Regions from separate parts of the Lactuca sativa genome. Here region 1 is linked to region 2. The links are chromatin contacts, called in public Hi-C maps. All regions are on one chromosome and are shown on one strand. The core of a region is the stretch at or near the end of the contact, and the rest is flanking DNA. Distances in the headings are between cores, read along the strand shown.

The links. Hi-C and Micro-C count contacts between places; a contact is called where the count stands out from the background.
Region 1: a contact with region 2 is called in a Hi-C map of leaf, with 10 times the contacts expected there. The contact joins the promoter of LOC111884214 here to the promoter of LOC111884218 in region 2. A contact is called at or near these places in 2 of 4 Hi-C or Micro-C datasets (both in leaf).

The regions. Positions count from the first base shown.
Region 1 is chr8:308,189,469-308,193,607 of Lsat_Salinas_v11, forward strand. LOC111884214 (protein COFACTOR ASSEMBLY OF COMPLEX C SUBUNIT B CCB1, chloroplastic) reads left to right here and starts at 2,563. Exons shown (of 3, transcript XM_023880531.1): 1 at 2,563-2,744; 2 at 2,856-3,002; 3 at 3,050-3,164. The coding sequence starts at 2,563. The coding sequence ends at 3,164.
Region 2 is chr8:307,812,036-307,816,501 of Lsat_Salinas_v11, forward strand. It overlaps LOC111884218 (potassium transporter 6), which reads right to left and starts at 2,208. Exons shown (of 8, transcript XM_023880535.3): 1 at 1,640-2,208; 2 at 1,058-1,544; 3 at 719-772; 4 at 1-157. The coding sequence starts at 1,678.

The DNA of each region.
Region 1 (4,139 bases), core at 1,313-3,812, 380 kb after region 2:
CATTATGGTTTTTCCAACCCAAATACTAACCCATTTATCAATTTGTTGGGGGCTTTAGGTCAATTAGGGTCCATTAGACCCATTAGGGTTTTCACTTAGCCCATTAGGCTTCATTGGGCCCATTAGGGCTTACAAGGCCCATTAGGGTTTTCACTCAGCCTATTAGGATTCATTGGGCCTATTAGGGTTTTAGTCCCTTGTCCAAACGTCCCAAATTAGTCACGGTCCAACAAGGCACACCGCCACCCGACACTGCGGCCGGTGGCGAAAACCACCACCCAACAGTGGTGGTTTGAGTTTCTTTTCATTATTTTTCTTTCCAGTTACATTTTACAATGCTAAAGGCCCAAATAATCACACACACACACACTAATACAAACACACATAGACGACAACCTAATAACGGCCGGCGGCGACACATGGTAGCAGTTACCACCTCACGGTGGTGGCGGTGGCTCTTCCCGAGGATTCTGACTAAACAAAACACTTCCACAGAAAACACACCCACATATAAGTCTTGGCCAGAACAGGAGCACCTCCACCCTCTTAGTGGCGACAGGAGTGGTCTTGCGACAACAGCCGCCACCTCACGGTGGTGGCAACGGTTCCTTGTTTCCCAGCCAAGTAAACACCACACATACTTGCAAATACAATCTGAAGACCGAAGCATTCCCTAACTCAACCACTATAAGTGGCATGCGATGACCGGAACCCAAAAACGATGGCCAAGACCCACCGTTGATCTCAGCCGACGTTCACGACGTCAGGCCACCAAAAGAACGAAGAAGAAGGTGTAAGTGAGAAGCGATTATCCCACTGAAAGCTCTCTGGTGGCTCACGAATCTCACGTGACAAACGCCACCGATATTCCTCAATTTCGATGATTTTCCGGTGCACATGAAGTCTCTGGTAGTGAAGCTGTTGAGCCGTTAGACGACGAAGGAGCGATGTTTCTAGTGGTTTACGGTTCCACAAGGATGACAGCTTCTCTAAACTCTAACCATTGCTGCTTCGTTCGACCGGTCTCAGAGGTCTGCTATGTACAACTCGAAGCCCGATCTCGTTTGGTCCTTGTCGCTCACAGTGTCGCCGGCAGCAGATGACGATCTGGTTTGATCGAAATCGTAAGTATAAGGGAGGTGGCAGCTGGGGAGTCACAAGGTGAAGAGGGTGACAACTCAATCCACGAACGCTAGGGTTAGGGTTACAAAGGTGGTAAGCTTATATACCGGGTGCCTTAAAGCATATCCCCATATTAACATAATTGAACCTCATTCCTTTTTTTCTTTCAAATGAGTCCAAAATTTACAATTTAAACCCTGAATATTAAAATTCATTACAACTTTGGTATGGAAATTACCAAACAACCCCCTATCTTCCATAATTTCTTCAAATGAAGTCCCATAAATTACCAATTACTCCCTGCTTTCATAAATACTTACAAAACTAGTTTGGAACTTACACTTTTAACCCTCAACTTCTAAAATTCTTCACAAATCAGTCTGGGACTTACATTTATTATTTTATTTAAATAAACGGAGCGTTACATAGGTCCTATTTTATCTTACTTTTAGTACATAGATGATGTGATTTTTGTAAATTGTGACTCTCTAATGCTTTAAATCTTACTCGTATATTAATATGCTTTTATTTGGCATCAAAGACTAAATGTGAATTTCTAGATATCCATAATCATGGAATTTGGGTCTTTGACGATCAATTTCGACAAGATGGGAGGAAAATTTAACTTCATAACCGGCTCCTTTCCTTTCATATATCCCAGGCTTTCGAGTGGATCTTTTATGACCAAGTGTTCAAATTGATCATAGGTTGTCATGAAACTTGAATCTAAGCTTTTATGTGGAAGGCTTCTTCCTTATTTGTTGTTGAGAGAATTCTCTTATGCGAATCGGTCTTGGGTACTCTTGATGTTTATTCCTTTTCTTTATATAAAGTCTTCGAGGAAATCTTAAAAACAATAAAGAGTATATGTGGCAATTTCTTGTAGGGTAAAACTAATGATATGAGAAATATCTCATGGATTTATTTGAGTGATGTTATGGCAGACAAAGACAATGGTAGTCTTGGAGTTAATTGTATGGAAACCCAAAACATTGCTTTTTGTGGAAAATGTTGGTAGAGACTTAAGACTAATAGAGAAACTTTGTGGAATTGGGTGATATTCTCCATTCATGGGGGCTCTGGGAATGCTAATTATGATATATTTTTTTAGGGTGCTGATATTTCCAAGACAGTTTTTGATACATCCACGAAATTACAAGGAAAATGACAACTATGCCCCTTAGAATGTAATTAAATAATTAATTGTTTTAAAGGTTAATCAACCGTCTCTCAATAATCGGAGCACTTAGGCACTTACTAAAAAAAACAATTCTTTTATCAAATCTCTTAATCTCCCACCTAAATTGAAAAACACGAGAAAGCTCTCAATCTCCATTATCAGCCATGGGGTTTTAATATAGAAGAGGTGACGACATCCACTTGAGATCTACACATCGCTTTACGAGGTTGTAAACAATCGTCGTTGACAACCCTTTGTTTATGCTTGTGTATGCCGTTGTCGGCTATATTACGAAGCTTCATGAGACTGTAACAGTAGCCGGAGAAATTCTTTCAGGTGGTTCAATATACATTCGTAGAGGAACAAAAGGAAGGAAAGAAAATGCACCTAAACAGATTCTCGGAGACAATCTTTCCTTTTTCACTCGGAACAATTTCTTAGTGTTGGGTAAAGGAGAAATAATCACATAATTCATCACCAGAATATGAATTTCTTCGAGTTTATGATGGTTTTCTTTTCAATGTAATCTTCGATTTGATGTAATTTGCAATAGGTTTGAAATTGAATCCGAGCAGAGGGCAAATACATTGGTCACGTTTTGCACTTGTATCAGCCTCACAAGTGTAGGCCTCATGCTTACCATCACCGTTCCATACGTCGACGATAACCAGTTCCCCTTCATCGTTTTCAGCCCATCGGTGTAAGTTTTCTTTCCCTCTTCATAACTATCTTCATTTTTCTGTACAGACAATCTGAAATGAGGAATTGGAACAGCGGAGGGTATTCAGTGAGAATGCTGGTGGTGGAATACATGACTCTGTCGGAGATTGTGGTTCAACGGGACGATCAACAAGTTGAGTAGAGTTGGAAGGAGTTGCAAGCTAAAGATTGTCGTAAACAAGAATCAGAGATTTGTGGTAGATTGTGGTGAAGATTGCAACATCGGAGAAGGACCAACATGGACGTATTATACTTTAATTGTTTTGCTACAAATTATCCCGTTCCTTTGAATAATTAATTATATTCTAAATATATATTATGGGCATAATTGCCATTTTATTTAAAATTCAGTGGGTGTATCAAAAAGATCCGTGAAAATATCACCTCCCATTTTTTTACTAAGAAAGTTGTTTCCCGATAAATTTGATCAATCTGCTACAACTTCTCTTAGGCAAGCTATTGAATCAACTCTTTAATCCAACAATAGAGGTTTTAAGACGATAATATGGATCAAGTCCGTTCCAAGTATATTACTTTAGTTTGGAAATTTTAGCACTTGAAGCTACCTACTCGATCCAATATGGTACACCGTAAAATATGAGGGGTTTTCATATATATATATATATATATATATATATATATATATATATATATATATATATATATATATATATATATATATATATATATATATATATATATATATATATATATATATATATATATATATATATATATATATATATATATATCAGTGTTGTAAAAATCGGTCTAGGCGGCCGATTAATTGGGGCTTAATCGCTAGGCGGTCTTCAACCGAATAGGATTAAGGCTAATCGGTTGGCTTAATCGGTTTTGGTCAAAGGGGTCAAAGTCGGAGCTAGACGGTTCTAATCGGTTCTAGGCGGGTCCTAATCGGTCCTAGGCGGCCTAATCGGCTAAATTTCAATTTTTCAAATTTTTAAATATTAAACCAAAATTTTCAAAATTTCAAAAGTTCATAATATTTTAATGTTCAACTAATATATAAAAAAAAAAAAAAAAATTTAAAACAAATTTAAAGCTTTTCGCCAAAATTTTCAAAATTTCTATGTTTTCAAATATACAAATACCCGAA
Region 2 (4,466 bases), core at 958-3,457:
GGATTCCAATGAAGAATATTGTATAATCCGATTGAACTTATGCATAAGAGCCATAACACGACAATAGGAGCAAATAAAAACCCGACCCGGTGGGTCCCATAATGTTGTAGGGCGAATAGTGCGATTAATATGATACATGCCACAGGGACTTCTACATCTGCAACAATAAGTTTTTTTGTATATAAAATGTAAATCTAATGGTAAAATATAGGTCGTTATTTGTATATTATTAATCGAATTTCGAGGTGTATGAAAACTGAAAAGGGTTTTGTATTTTGTAACAAACAAAGCCCAATAACATGTCAACCCGAAATATAAAAGTCACCCAATTGTGAATTAATCCAAGTGGGACAAGTTGTTATTGTAGTTTATTATTCGACACATACAAAAGTGCAAAACATTGATATTAGATGAAACCTAGGATTTTTTAGTAACTTCTTCCCATTTAAAAGGAGGGTTTATTTATCTTGTTTTATTTTACAAGTTTTATAATAACATGGCATTTTTTGATGTTTTTAATCGGAAATTTTAACTTTTTTCACTCGTAAGTTGTTGTAAATTGGGGATATGTGCAGGCTTATGAGTTGTAGCATTTTTTTTACTCATGATAAAATCAAGAAAGTAAAGACAAGAGATTTTTGTTTTGAGAACCTAGGATAAAAAGATTACGAGGTATCTTAAATCTTAAAATCTTAAAATCTTAAATCTTAAATCTTACATTTGTGATGCTCTTTTGCCATTGCAAGTTCCACCCCAGAAACGGCTGAAAAGACTGCAAAATCATCATAAAAATTGAATCGATTTAGCGTAAAGAAAAAACAAACAACTTTTTGGACATAAATTTCGTAGATTTATTACCAAAAAGAAACAAATATCAATCGTAAAAACAAAGATCGACACCTAAAGAACGCTAATTTTGCGATTTTGTCCTCAAAAAATGATCTTGAAGAATTGGGGAAACCATAGATTGGGAAAATAACAATTAACAAGAATCGATCTTTAAAGAACCCTAATTAGATAGAAATCAAATCAAACGAATGATGCGATTGAATCTAACCTGAAAGGGCAGGAGTAAGAACACCATCTCCAATCACCATACAAGCTCCAACAAGAGCCAACACAAGCAAAAACTTCTGCAAAACTCCATGTTTCTCAAGAGTAGATTTAAGTCTTGACCCGAAAGAACTCAGGGCTAAATTAGGTATTTCCTTTTTGTAGCTTGAGAGTTCTTCATCAGCTAATTGACAATTAGGCAATGAACTCACTCTAGCATGTCTACAAAGCAACGAATACAGAGCAAATGTGCCTCCTTCGCCATTATCATCAGCTTTGAGCACAATGAACACGTATTTCAACAAAGGGACTAAAGTAAGAGTCCAGAAAATGAAAGAAAGGGCTCCAAATATTTCTTCATTAGTCTCTGAGTGTTTAATATCTTCTGCAAAAGTGCTTTTAAACACATATAATGGAGATGTGCTTAAATCTCCATAAACAACACCCAAGCTTTGATACGCCAATGTCAAAACCGCTCTCCATGACTGTTTCTGTAAAAAATCAGAAGAAAACAACACAAAAATTTCAAATGGGTGTATTCGAAGAACCCCTAAATCAAACAAATTATACAAATACCCAATCTTACCCTTAGATGATTTTGACGAGACCCAGTTTCCAGATCCATGGTAAGTCGCTTCAAATCGCCAACGATTCAGGTATTAATTTGATAAGCCGAAGACCCATTTAGGAAAAAATAATCAAATTGAGTTGAAACAGCGATTTAATGGCTAAATCTCGATTGAAAAGGCGGAACTGAGGAGTTCTAATAATTAATTAACTAAAATGGGAAGAAACCACCCACCCTAGTAAAGAACATTGAATAAAATAGTCTGAAGTTGGTAAAGAAACACCAATTCACAACAATGGATGGAGAAAATTGTTTGTTTAATGTGAGAAAAGTGTTGAGATAGCAGTTGAACTAACAGCAAAGACGAAAAGTTACAAAAGAAGTGCGTAATTGGGGCATAATAACTGTATTTTAATACAATTGCGTGTAAGATGGGTTTCGATTTAGAGAGAGAAAACCGATAAGCGAAGAAGAAGAAGAAGGAGATATGTAGTGAATTTTCTTTCGCATTTGGGAATTTATCAGTAAACTTGATTGGTGTTTCTAGATTTTTCTACTTGATCTTTCGTGGCTGCATGTTTCTACCAACGTTTTGACACAAAATTCGTCTTCACACGTAATAAAGATTCAAAGTTACTCAAAGTAGGTCAAAGTGTCAAATCCTTGTTATGGGTCACGTTTACATTTGAAAATGAGAAAAAAAAAATCTTGTAAAAATATTTGCTTTTACTTATATAAAAAAAAAAAACAATTTTTTTTTGTTTACTTGCTTTTATAAAAACTATTGGTGTTTTGAAAATCTTGTAATTTAATAATATAATCTTTTCACGAGAAAACCATTATTTTAACATTTGTATAATATAAAGAGTTATATTCTTTGATAAAGCAAATCAGTGTGAAACTTCGATGCAAAGAGAAAATATATTTATTTTAATATATTTAAGATCTGAAATTATTCTTGTTTTTTATGTCGATAAAGTCCAAATCAGTAACTTTTGAAACATAAATAGTTTGTCTAAAAATTATATAAATAAAGATATTGTTTTTTAATAAAAAACTGAAAATATAATGACTTATATATGGAATCGTCTCTAAAAACAAAATATATATAGTTATAAAATGATAAATTGTATCAGCTAAACAATCCAAAAAAAAACTTAATTGTTCCAATATGGGGATCAACTGTACAACATTAGGAAGGAAGAATAATAACTAGTCTCGTTAGCATTCTTAATAACTAATTCAAAAAGGTAAATAATAAATAAATTAACTAAGTTTAAAAAGTAAATAAATTTAAAAATTGAAGTTCCCTTTTGAACGTGAGAAATTTAAAGAAATCGCATGAAACCATGAATTTGTGTTTAGTTAACTCAAAATTTCATATGTGTCGATATCAAGACCAAAAAAAATCTTTGAAACTATATTGGAATTCTAGACTCTTGTATTCCTTGTTTTTTGTGAATGTGTACAAATAAAGATTATTGGTTTTAAATAATTTATAAATTATAAATAAGAACTATACATTGTATATTCCTACTTGATATTATAGCTCAAATTTGGATATCGGAAATCACTTTTTTTCTACTATAAGACCATGAGGTATACTCCTCAGGCCATTTATCTCCCCCTTGCCACCATCTTCTTGTTGGTGTAACTGCAACATGAGCCATCTTCAGGAAGAAGAGAGATGAATAGGGAAAAGAAAAGAGAGGAAGAAGGAAATTGGTTGGAGAAAACTCACACACACTCTTCCCTATTGGGTAATGCGGCTAATGCCTCAAGCTTCTTCCTCATTCGTCGGTTGCTTACCGTGTCACACACCATGAAATGCCACGGCCGTGACACCAATGACGGTGTGCACGACTGTAACATGGTCATGGGAGGAGCTCATGACATGTATATTGTAGGGAATTTAATAAAAATTATGTATTTTTATTTGACTTTGGACACACACACACACACACACACACATATATATATATATATATATATATATATATATATATATATATATATATATATATATATTATTTTATTAGCCCGTAGTGGGTTGTGTTCTCCTCCGTGAGAGCTTCGAAACGATATATGTTTTGTCTAAAACGAAAAACATGTGAATGAGATATTGATGTTCAAAGATGAGTATTTGGAAATAAAGTTAGCAAATAAAATTGGTGGGAGAATGTGTCACAAATAGGAAAAATGAACAAACTCTTAGTGAGTTTATAAACATAAATGTGTAATAGGTTTACAAGCTCTTATGTATGGTTTTACTCCAACATATATGCTCGCAGGTGGTGCAAATCATGGATTTTATGGACAAAAATGTAACGAACTCGTATGCGGACACAACCTGCAGACACCAATGCAACTCCAAAATTCTGGGCTCGCACAAGCCACAATTTTGGTGCATAATTAAATCATTCAATTTCTATAAAGAGATCTTTGTTTCTCATTATTATACACCTGATCGAATATTCAATTCTCTTTCTTTCTTTCTGCATATAATTTTCGACGATCTTTCCGACAGTATATATGTAACGTCCAAAAAATATTAAGTGAAAAATTCATTTTTTTAACCAGAAAAACCATTCATTCATTTGTTCCAAGAGATAGTAAAGGTAGCAGTTCTATCAAAACATCATATTAGAAATCACAACTAGACAATGTGGAGTAAACTATGGGGATGCAGTGCGATCATGTCGGGCCCTTCCCTCTGGAACCGGAAGTACTTGAAAAATATTTAAACCACAAAACGTAAGCACAAAGCTTAGTGTAACATCCCAAAAATCCGCACCAAAATTTTTTCTTTAAATCATTACCAAAGTCATATTCATAAAACATATCA